2 separate regions of the Sus scrofa genome follow, and region 1 is linked to region 2. Evidence: chromatin contacts called from public promoter capture Hi-C data. All regions are on one chromosome and are shown on one strand. Each heading gives the region's core, a stretch centred on a gene start, on an enhancer-like site or on the middle of the called end of the contact. The rest is flanking DNA. Distances are from core to core; before and after follow the strand shown. Region 1 holds the start of FAM96A (MIP18 family protein FAM96A). Region 2 holds the start of NARS (asparagine--tRNA ligase, cytoplasmic).

What was found. Promoter capture Hi-C pulls out the DNA fragments that hold promoters and counts their contacts.
Region 1: a promoter capture Hi-C map of liver shows a contact between it and region 2, with 3 times the contacts expected there. The contact joins the promoter of FAM96A here to the promoter of NARS in region 2. A contact is called at or near these places in 1 of 5 promoter capture datasets (liver) and 2 of 47 Hi-C or Micro-C datasets (heart right ventricle and liver).

The regions. Positions count from the first base shown.
Region 1 is chr1:107,949,199-107,952,897 of Sscrofa11.1, forward strand. FAM96A (MIP18 family protein FAM96A) reads left to right here and starts at 2,420. Exons shown (of 4, transcript XM_021093923.1): 1 at 2,420-2,714. The coding sequence starts at 2,591. SNX1 (sorting nexin-1) reads right to left here and starts at 722. Exons shown (of 15, transcript XM_021093910.1): 1 at 448-722. The coding sequence starts at 606.
Region 2 is chr1:106,930,972-106,935,007 of Sscrofa11.1, forward strand. It overlaps NARS (asparagine--tRNA ligase, cytoplasmic), which reads right to left and starts at 2,134. Exons shown (of 16, transcript XM_003121455.6): 1 at 1,935-2,134.

The DNA of each region.
Region 1 (3,699 bases), core at 1,170-3,669, 1.0 Mb after region 2:
CTGAGCTAAGGAAAGGATCTGTGGGCGGGCCACTATCCTGGGCCATTCTAGATAACATTATTCATCCCTGGAACAGTAAGGCAAGGAAAAGGAAAGTCTGCACCCCTTTTCTTTATCTTGACCTATTAAATCAGCACGGAAGGAAACCACCAGCAAAACAGCCCCGGGGGTTCGTGGGGTCACCACAAAGCAAGGCCAAATGCCTGCCTTGGCAGCTCTTCGCTGTCAGGGACCTCGGCAGAGAAGCCACCACACCCCTCATTCCTCACCGTCCACCCAGCGTCCAGGAAGCCAGGGCTCACGTCTCTGCGCTCATCCGGACCCAAGCCATGACTACTGTCACCAACACAAGGTCTCGCCGGGCCCACTCTGCCCAGCCTTCCCGGCACTCGCTTAGCCTTTCCTTTTGGGGCGCCCGCCCGCCTGCCCCGAAGGGGGCGAACTTACGGCCGCCGCGGCGCCGGTGAAAATATCCTCCCCCTCGGTGTCACTGTCCCCCGCCTCGGGTTCCGACCCCCCTGTCGCCCCCTCGAACTCCGGTTCCAGGCTGGGGAAGGGGGGAGGGAGTCTTTCCGAAGCGCTACAGCCACCACCACCCGACGCCATCTTCCTCCACCCGCGGCGGAAGCCGCAACAACAACTTTATGGAGAGATAGTGCCGCGAGCAAAGCGTTCCAGCAGAGCGGAGGCGGGATGGCAGCCACCAGCCCTGCGGGACACACAGGGCGGGGAAAAGGGGCGGGGCGTACTCGCTCGGGGCGGGGTGGGGGCCGGCTCGCAGCTCCTGTCCAGCCAATCCAAGCCCTGGATCGCGACCCCGCACTCTTAACCTAGGGAGCAGAGGAGCAAGAGAGGAGGAGCTAGGGGCCGCTCAGGTTCCTGTGGCTCTTTGTGCTTTATCTAATAGACTTCTTAAGGAGATGAAAAAAGTCTGAAAACCTCTACCAGCCACCAACTCATGCCAAGCGCAGCGGCTTCAAAGACATTTAATAAGTATTTTTGGTTGAGGTCTCAACATATGCAGTCAATTTTCGCCATTTATTCTCTTGACATTTAGTTAGTTCATTCAAGAAATAAATATTGAGCATCTACTCTGTGCCTCGCACCCTGCTATGCGTTTCACATATAAAAATAAAGCTCCTTCTGCCCACCAGGCGCTTGAGGGAGACGGGCATGTAAATTAACAATTCAATACGATCAGTGCTATAATGTGCTGTGGGAGCATAGTAAGAGATCATCAATTCTGCCTGGAGAAGTCAGGACGCCTCAAAGAGGTGAGACTTCAGTGGGCTAAGTTTGGTCGCAAGGAAGTTAGGATTATCCTCACAACTGCTGTGGAGTAAGTGGAGTGGAACAGATGACAGGGGAATTATTAAACTCTGAACCAAATTTTCCTGCGGCCTAAACTATTCACTATTATCTGGTGGGCTTAAAGTCTAAATCAGCTATATAAGATTTTATCTTTAAAGATAAATAGGATATGTTATCATGGGATAACTCAGCAAGAAATCCTGACCTTCCTCTCAATAGAGATGATACTAAACTTGGCATCAACTTTGACAAAAGGTTTAGTTTGTTTGTAACTGCAAATCTCTCAGCATCAGGTGTTGGCTCCCTCACAGGTCTGTGAGCTGCTTAAGGGCGGGAGTCCTGTCCCATCTTGTATCCTCCGCGTCTATAGACTAAGTCTGGCAAATTAAGTATCTAATAAACGTTTGAGACTTGATTGGAAGGATGGATGGATAAAATTAATACCATCAACCTTGTTACTGGCATCATCACAGCCACCAATACCAAAGGGCTTAGAACGTTCTTTTTAGGATTGCGATCTCTAATGTCACTGTGAGACACACCGGACACAGGGGAAAGCTCTCTCGTTCTAAGTTGTCTTCGAGGGAAACTGGCAGAAATATTCAGGGGGTATTGGGAGTTGTGCTGGCCTGAGTTCCTATGAGACAAAACCAAAAAGGAACCCCCTCCACGCCTAACCATCCAAGTACACGTCCTTTCACTGCAACGGAAACTCACTTCCGGCCTGACTAGTCGTTAAGAAAACTTTGGCTGGAAGCGACACTCTCTCGGAGAAATAACGGTAGGGAGTCTCCGTGTAGACGTCCTCCAGCACTAGAAATCAAGATTTCCTTTTCCCTACCTCTTCAGTATTCATCCTTAGCTTATCCAAGCGCTGAGTGAGGCATTTTGTAATGGGTAACAAAACGTTACCTCCCTCCCGACCCCCCCACCGTGGGAAACTACAGTTCCCATAATGCAGCTCTCCGTCTTCCGAAGAAAACGCCCATACGTCCCAGCACACAACGCGCTTCACGTGCCTCTAGGGATTTCCCCCCCCCCCGCCCGCCCCTCCTGTCCGCCAAAGCCGAGCAAAGTATGCTGGGGTTTGTAGTCCGTGCAGCCTTTTTCCCTAGATCCTTCGCGCTACTCCGTCCAGTCCCGCCTAGTCTCTGCTGCCCAGGACCTTTTAGGCTTGTCTTGGCCCCTTTGAAGATCAGGAAGTTGATAAATTGTGAAGCTCGCTGTTGAAAGACGGTGGCTCGGGTGGGACAGTCGCCAGGGATGGCGGAGCGTGAGAATGGAGCGGGTGTCCGGGCTGCTTTCCAGGACGCTGAACAGAGTCCTGTGGCTCTCCGGCCTCTTTGAGCGCGGAGCTGCCCGGCAGCCCCGGATCATGGAAGAGAAAGCGCTAGAGGTTTATGGTAAATAATTTTACCGAGGGCAGTGTTTGGCGGTATATATGGAGGCGGGGGTAACTTGGGCCTCACCTGAGAGTGGGAGTGGTTTTTGCCGGATTTCTGGGAGCATGGAAAGCTTTTTCTCCCGGGTCCCAAGTTTTTCGGGCATGTGGTCTTTATAAGGTTCTTCCTAAACCTAGGGCAAGTCGAACCCTGAGTCTCAAATGCTTCAATTTTCTTGTCTGCCTCACGTTCTAGTGGCCATCTCAAGACATCTGGGCAGAGCAGGAGTCTAGGATGCTTGGTTAGGAAGCAAAGCTGGCCTGATTGCATGACTTGAGCTTCCTATCTCCAGCCCCTGGACACACAATCCTGCCACCGCCGAGGGCATTGCTGGGTGGAGTTGAGGACTAGCTCAAGGTCACAGCTACTCTTTTCTGCATAGGCAATAGCCAGAGGTTCCTGAGAGCCTAGCCTTGAACTTTAAGTTTTGTTGTTGTTGTTTTTGTTTTTTTTCCACACAGCTAAGCCTGGAATGCAAAAACAAAAGAAGAACAAAAAAGCAAACCACACACAGAGTTTTAGATGTAGATGCAGGTAGACTCTTTTCAAACCCTGGAACCGTCTTCACTGTACAGATGAGGAAACAAAGGTTTAGAGTGGTTAAGCAACTACTTGGAGGCCACATTGACTCCATGGAAACACCAAAACCAAAGTTTTGGTTAAGGAAACACCAAAAACCAATCACTAAGTTTGGAATCTTCTGATTCCAAACTTAGTGCACTTTTGCTTTATGACTTACCTTTTTTGGGGATTTTCTAGTATTGTGTTTGAAAACTAAAAAGACTGGTCTAACTTTCGGCAATTCCTGGTAACCAGGGTAAAACTGCAAGAATGCAAATATGCAGGTAAGGATTATAGACCAGTAGAAAGAAGCCAGGGATGTTAAAGACATTTGGAGCTAATCTAGTTTACCTATTGCTAGAGGCAGGACTTAACCCCAATGAGG
Region 2 (4,036 bases), core at 884-3,383:
GATTACTGCTTAAAATAATCACATGTGTGTCCTTTTCCTGTGTGGGAAAAATGTACTTCCCTGCTTAAATCATGTTGGGCTTGGCTGTGTGGATTTTTTCTGACTGTGGGAGATGGGCAGATGTGATGAAAGTGTGAAGTGGAGATTGGTACTTGCCACCTGCCTCGACACAGACTGAATCATGAGTCACTGCAGGCTGCCAACCCTCAACACCCCCTGAAAGTCTCCAGGGTGGAGATCAGGAGTGAGGCATTCTGTGCTCTGGGAGAACTGGCAGAACAGGTCTTCGACAGTTAAATATTTTCAGGAGAGGATTTTATGAGCCCAATTCTTACATCTCATATCTAGAAAAGACTTCATGGTGACATCTGCTCCTGGTAACTAGCAGTAACCTCCACAAGGCTAGCAGCTAACTTATATAAAATGTGTGTGTGTGGCTGCATGTACTTCCCCTCCAAAATCACATGTGTACTGACACTCCCTCCTACTTCTTTGGAGCAGAATTTCAAAGTTATCTGAAATGCTGCCTCCTGGGCTGTAGTCTTCATTTTGTCCCCAGTAAAACAACTTTCAACTTGTAAGTCATCCATAGTTTTTAAGCTGACAAAAGCGAAGGTTTAAAGTGTGCTTGTATTTTTTAAATTTATTTTTTATTTTTTAATTTTATTACTCAATGAATTTATTGCATTTATATAAAAATAAAAATAATAATTAAAAATTTTTTAAAAATTTAAAGGAAAAAAATTTTTTAAAAATGTGCTTGTACAGTTGAGTGTGTTTTCTTGCCCCTGCCATTATCAGGAGAAGAGTTTACTGGTCCAAGGAAGGTGATAGAAGTGTGACCTGGATCCAGTCTACATCTTGGAACTAAACCCACCTGAACTTGGTCCAGATCAGCTGACTCCTAGATAGACCAGTGAGAATAAATGATTGTTGTGTTGCCTCTGAGTTTTGGAACATTTTGTTACACAGCTTTATCAGGACAGTAGTGACCGATAAAAGCCCCGTTACTCAGAAGCAGCTGGCTTAAAAGAGGAGCTGAATAGCCTATTGGGAGGCAGTTAAAACACACTGCAAGGTGTCAGACAATGTTTGATGCAATCTCTCACACAGTGGAATGTATATTATTATGATTATTTTGTGTGTTTTTTGGTTTCAAACAGTTCTCCAGGTATTTTCATTTCTGTGAAGCACTTGAAATGTCTATGACCCACACTGAAGCCAGAAGGCAGAAATCTTTACTGTTTTTTTTTTTTTGGTTTTGTTTTGTTTTGTTTTTTGTCTTTTTGCTATTTCTCTGGGCCGCTCCCACAGCTTATGGAGGTTCCCAGGCTAGGGGTTGAATCGGAGCTGTAGCCGCCACCCTACGCCAGAGCCACAGCAACGCGGGATCCGAGCCGCGTCTGCAACCTACACCACAGCTCAAGGCAACACCGGATCGTTAACCCACTGAGCAAGGGCAGGGACAGAACCCGCAACCCGCAACGAATTCCTAGTCGGATTCGTTAACCACTGCGCCACTACGGGAACTCCAATCTTTACCGTTCTTTGCCCAAAGGAAGGACAAACTCTCCTAACACCAGTGAAGACCACATGAAATGGAAGTGAGAGAAGGGACGACAGCTCCAGGGCAACTGCAGACAAGACCCTCTGCCTGCCTCCTGCAGTTTCTACCCCCAGTAATAAAAACAAAGCAGTCAACCTCTTTCCTAGAGTGGTTTGCTCCTCATCTACCCACAGCCCGTACTGAACTTGCCCCTGCCCCCTGTGTCTGGTCCCTGGCCCGTACATGTCACTACCAGAATGTAGGTAAGATGCCATGCTGGCATCCTTCCAGGGCACTCAGCACAGCTTGCACTCAGTAAGCGTTTGCTAATTATCTGTTGGGCAGACAGTTTAGTCCAACCTCCTTCCGGAAGCAGAACTTTACTTACAGCATCGTGGAAACAGTCACTTCCAAGAACAAATTGAAATTTGTCGGTGCTTATAGTGAATGAATGCATGCAGTGAATGGTATTGTTTTTCTCTCCTCCTCAGACCGCCCAGCTGGGGCGCCCTCTTCTTGCGGTCCTCGATATTTCGCCCCCGCCCATCAGGGTTGTTCTAGTCTCTGGGTAGAAGCCTCCTCCGCTCCACCGGGAGCCAGAAGCGAATCACGGTCCTAACCCTGTTATGGCCCCCGCGGGCCACCGTAGCGGGCCGCTGGCTGGGGCCCAAGGCCCGCAACTTCCGTGTTGCCATGTTGTCTCCAGGCACTTTTGCCTTTCCACACGTGGTCTTAACATTTCCGGTTCTGCGCGGCACCTCCCCTGTGAGTAAGGGAGGCTGGATCTCAGGCTTGTTTGAGCACAGCTTTCCGTGCGTTATCTTGGAGCAAGCGCGCAGGCTTCTTTAGCGCTTTTTTATGCACTAAAGTTATTTGCTCCTCAAGACGTTTCGAAGAGAGAAGAGGCAAAAATCACTGTAAGCGTTTCTAGGACACTTTTCCCCAACCCAGGGCCGGGAACGGGGGCTGGGGTGTGGGGAGGGGAAGCTTAGTGTTTGCCTAGATAGCGAAGCGGTCAAGCAATCGAAGAAAATCTCAGTAATGTTTGAGAAAATCTCAGTAATGTTTAAAATCGATTTGACACTGCAAACAAAAAGTGGGAATTATCATTACAGTGACACTATTAACTTAGAAAACTGGAAATGTAACTTTTTGCTTGTAGAGTTAAATTTAAGCATTTAGGTTTGCTCGTTAATTTATTTTGGCGGCCCCCAGGCTCTTTCGTGTTTGTAAACTGCTAGCTTTGTCTTTAATCTCTTCCTGAAAAGTTAAAATGAAGGACACTATAAAGTGTCCTTCATTTTTCTTGAAGGCGGGTGACTAATGGGGCACTGAAGCCAGATATCCTAGGACACAGGGCTCTTTCTGCCTCAGTGACTCTGCTCGGGTTCCTTAATCTCTCTGAGCCACAGGTTTTTCAACTGTAAAGTGATGATAATATTCTGGAAAGGCTGCCTTTGGAGGTTAATGTGAGATACAGAAATGCCTAGTGTGTGCTTGGCATCTAGTGAACTTTCTGAATTAGGATGTAAATAGTATTGCTAGTTAATCATTGTTCTTTTGTTCCATGATCCTGCTTAAATCAAATCTCAGGCCTTCAAACTGCTGAGGGATGCTGGTGGGACGGACCCATACCCCACTCCTAATGAATTCTGGCCAGTTTTCAAAGTATCTCAGACTCTGCAGATCTTTTCCACTGCCCCAACTCTCTCAAGAAATGACCCATCTCTTGCTTCACGCTGTTGAATAGGAGCTCTGATGGCCCTCCTTCAAAACTCTCAAACTTTCCAGGCTCAGCACCTGTCCTTACCTTCTGGTACAATGTAACCACAGCTGACCCTTGAACAACACAAATTTGAATTGATGGGTGGGTTTTTCCCCAGTAAATACCTAGTGCAGTAGTACAGGATCTGCAGTTGGTTGATTCCACCGATGGTCAGTTATAAAGTTATAATCTGATTTTCGGCTGCGTGAGGATTTGTGCCCTAACCCCTGAGTTGTTCAGGGCTCAGCTGTTGTATCCTTCCTCCTGTCTTCTCAGTCCTCCTTATTTCTCCAGTCTAATCTCTATACTCCAGCCAGGGCGAACAGTTGGAAACATAAACTCTCATTCTCCAGCTGGCAACCCTCCCTGACTTCTTTTGCTCTTAGGATCCACCCCAACCCCCCCCCGTAGGCTCACCAGGCTGTATGCTCTCAAGCTTTCTAAATGCACAATTCGTATCAGCCTGGACTCCTTTCTTTGAATTGACCTGGGTACAATGTGGGATTTGAGATAGTCTTGAAAGTTGAAGGTAGAGTCAAATGGTCTTGAAAGTTGAAGGTAGAGTCAAATGGAGGGGGGAGTGGGAAGCTTTCAGAACACAAGGGATTGTGTTCTCTGAAAGCAATGAGGGAGAACTCCCCCAGGTTATTTTGAAGAGCAATCATGGTATTAGTTTAGCAGGAGTTGAGGCTCCTGTGGGGTCTCTGGGGATCTCAGAGGCCCAG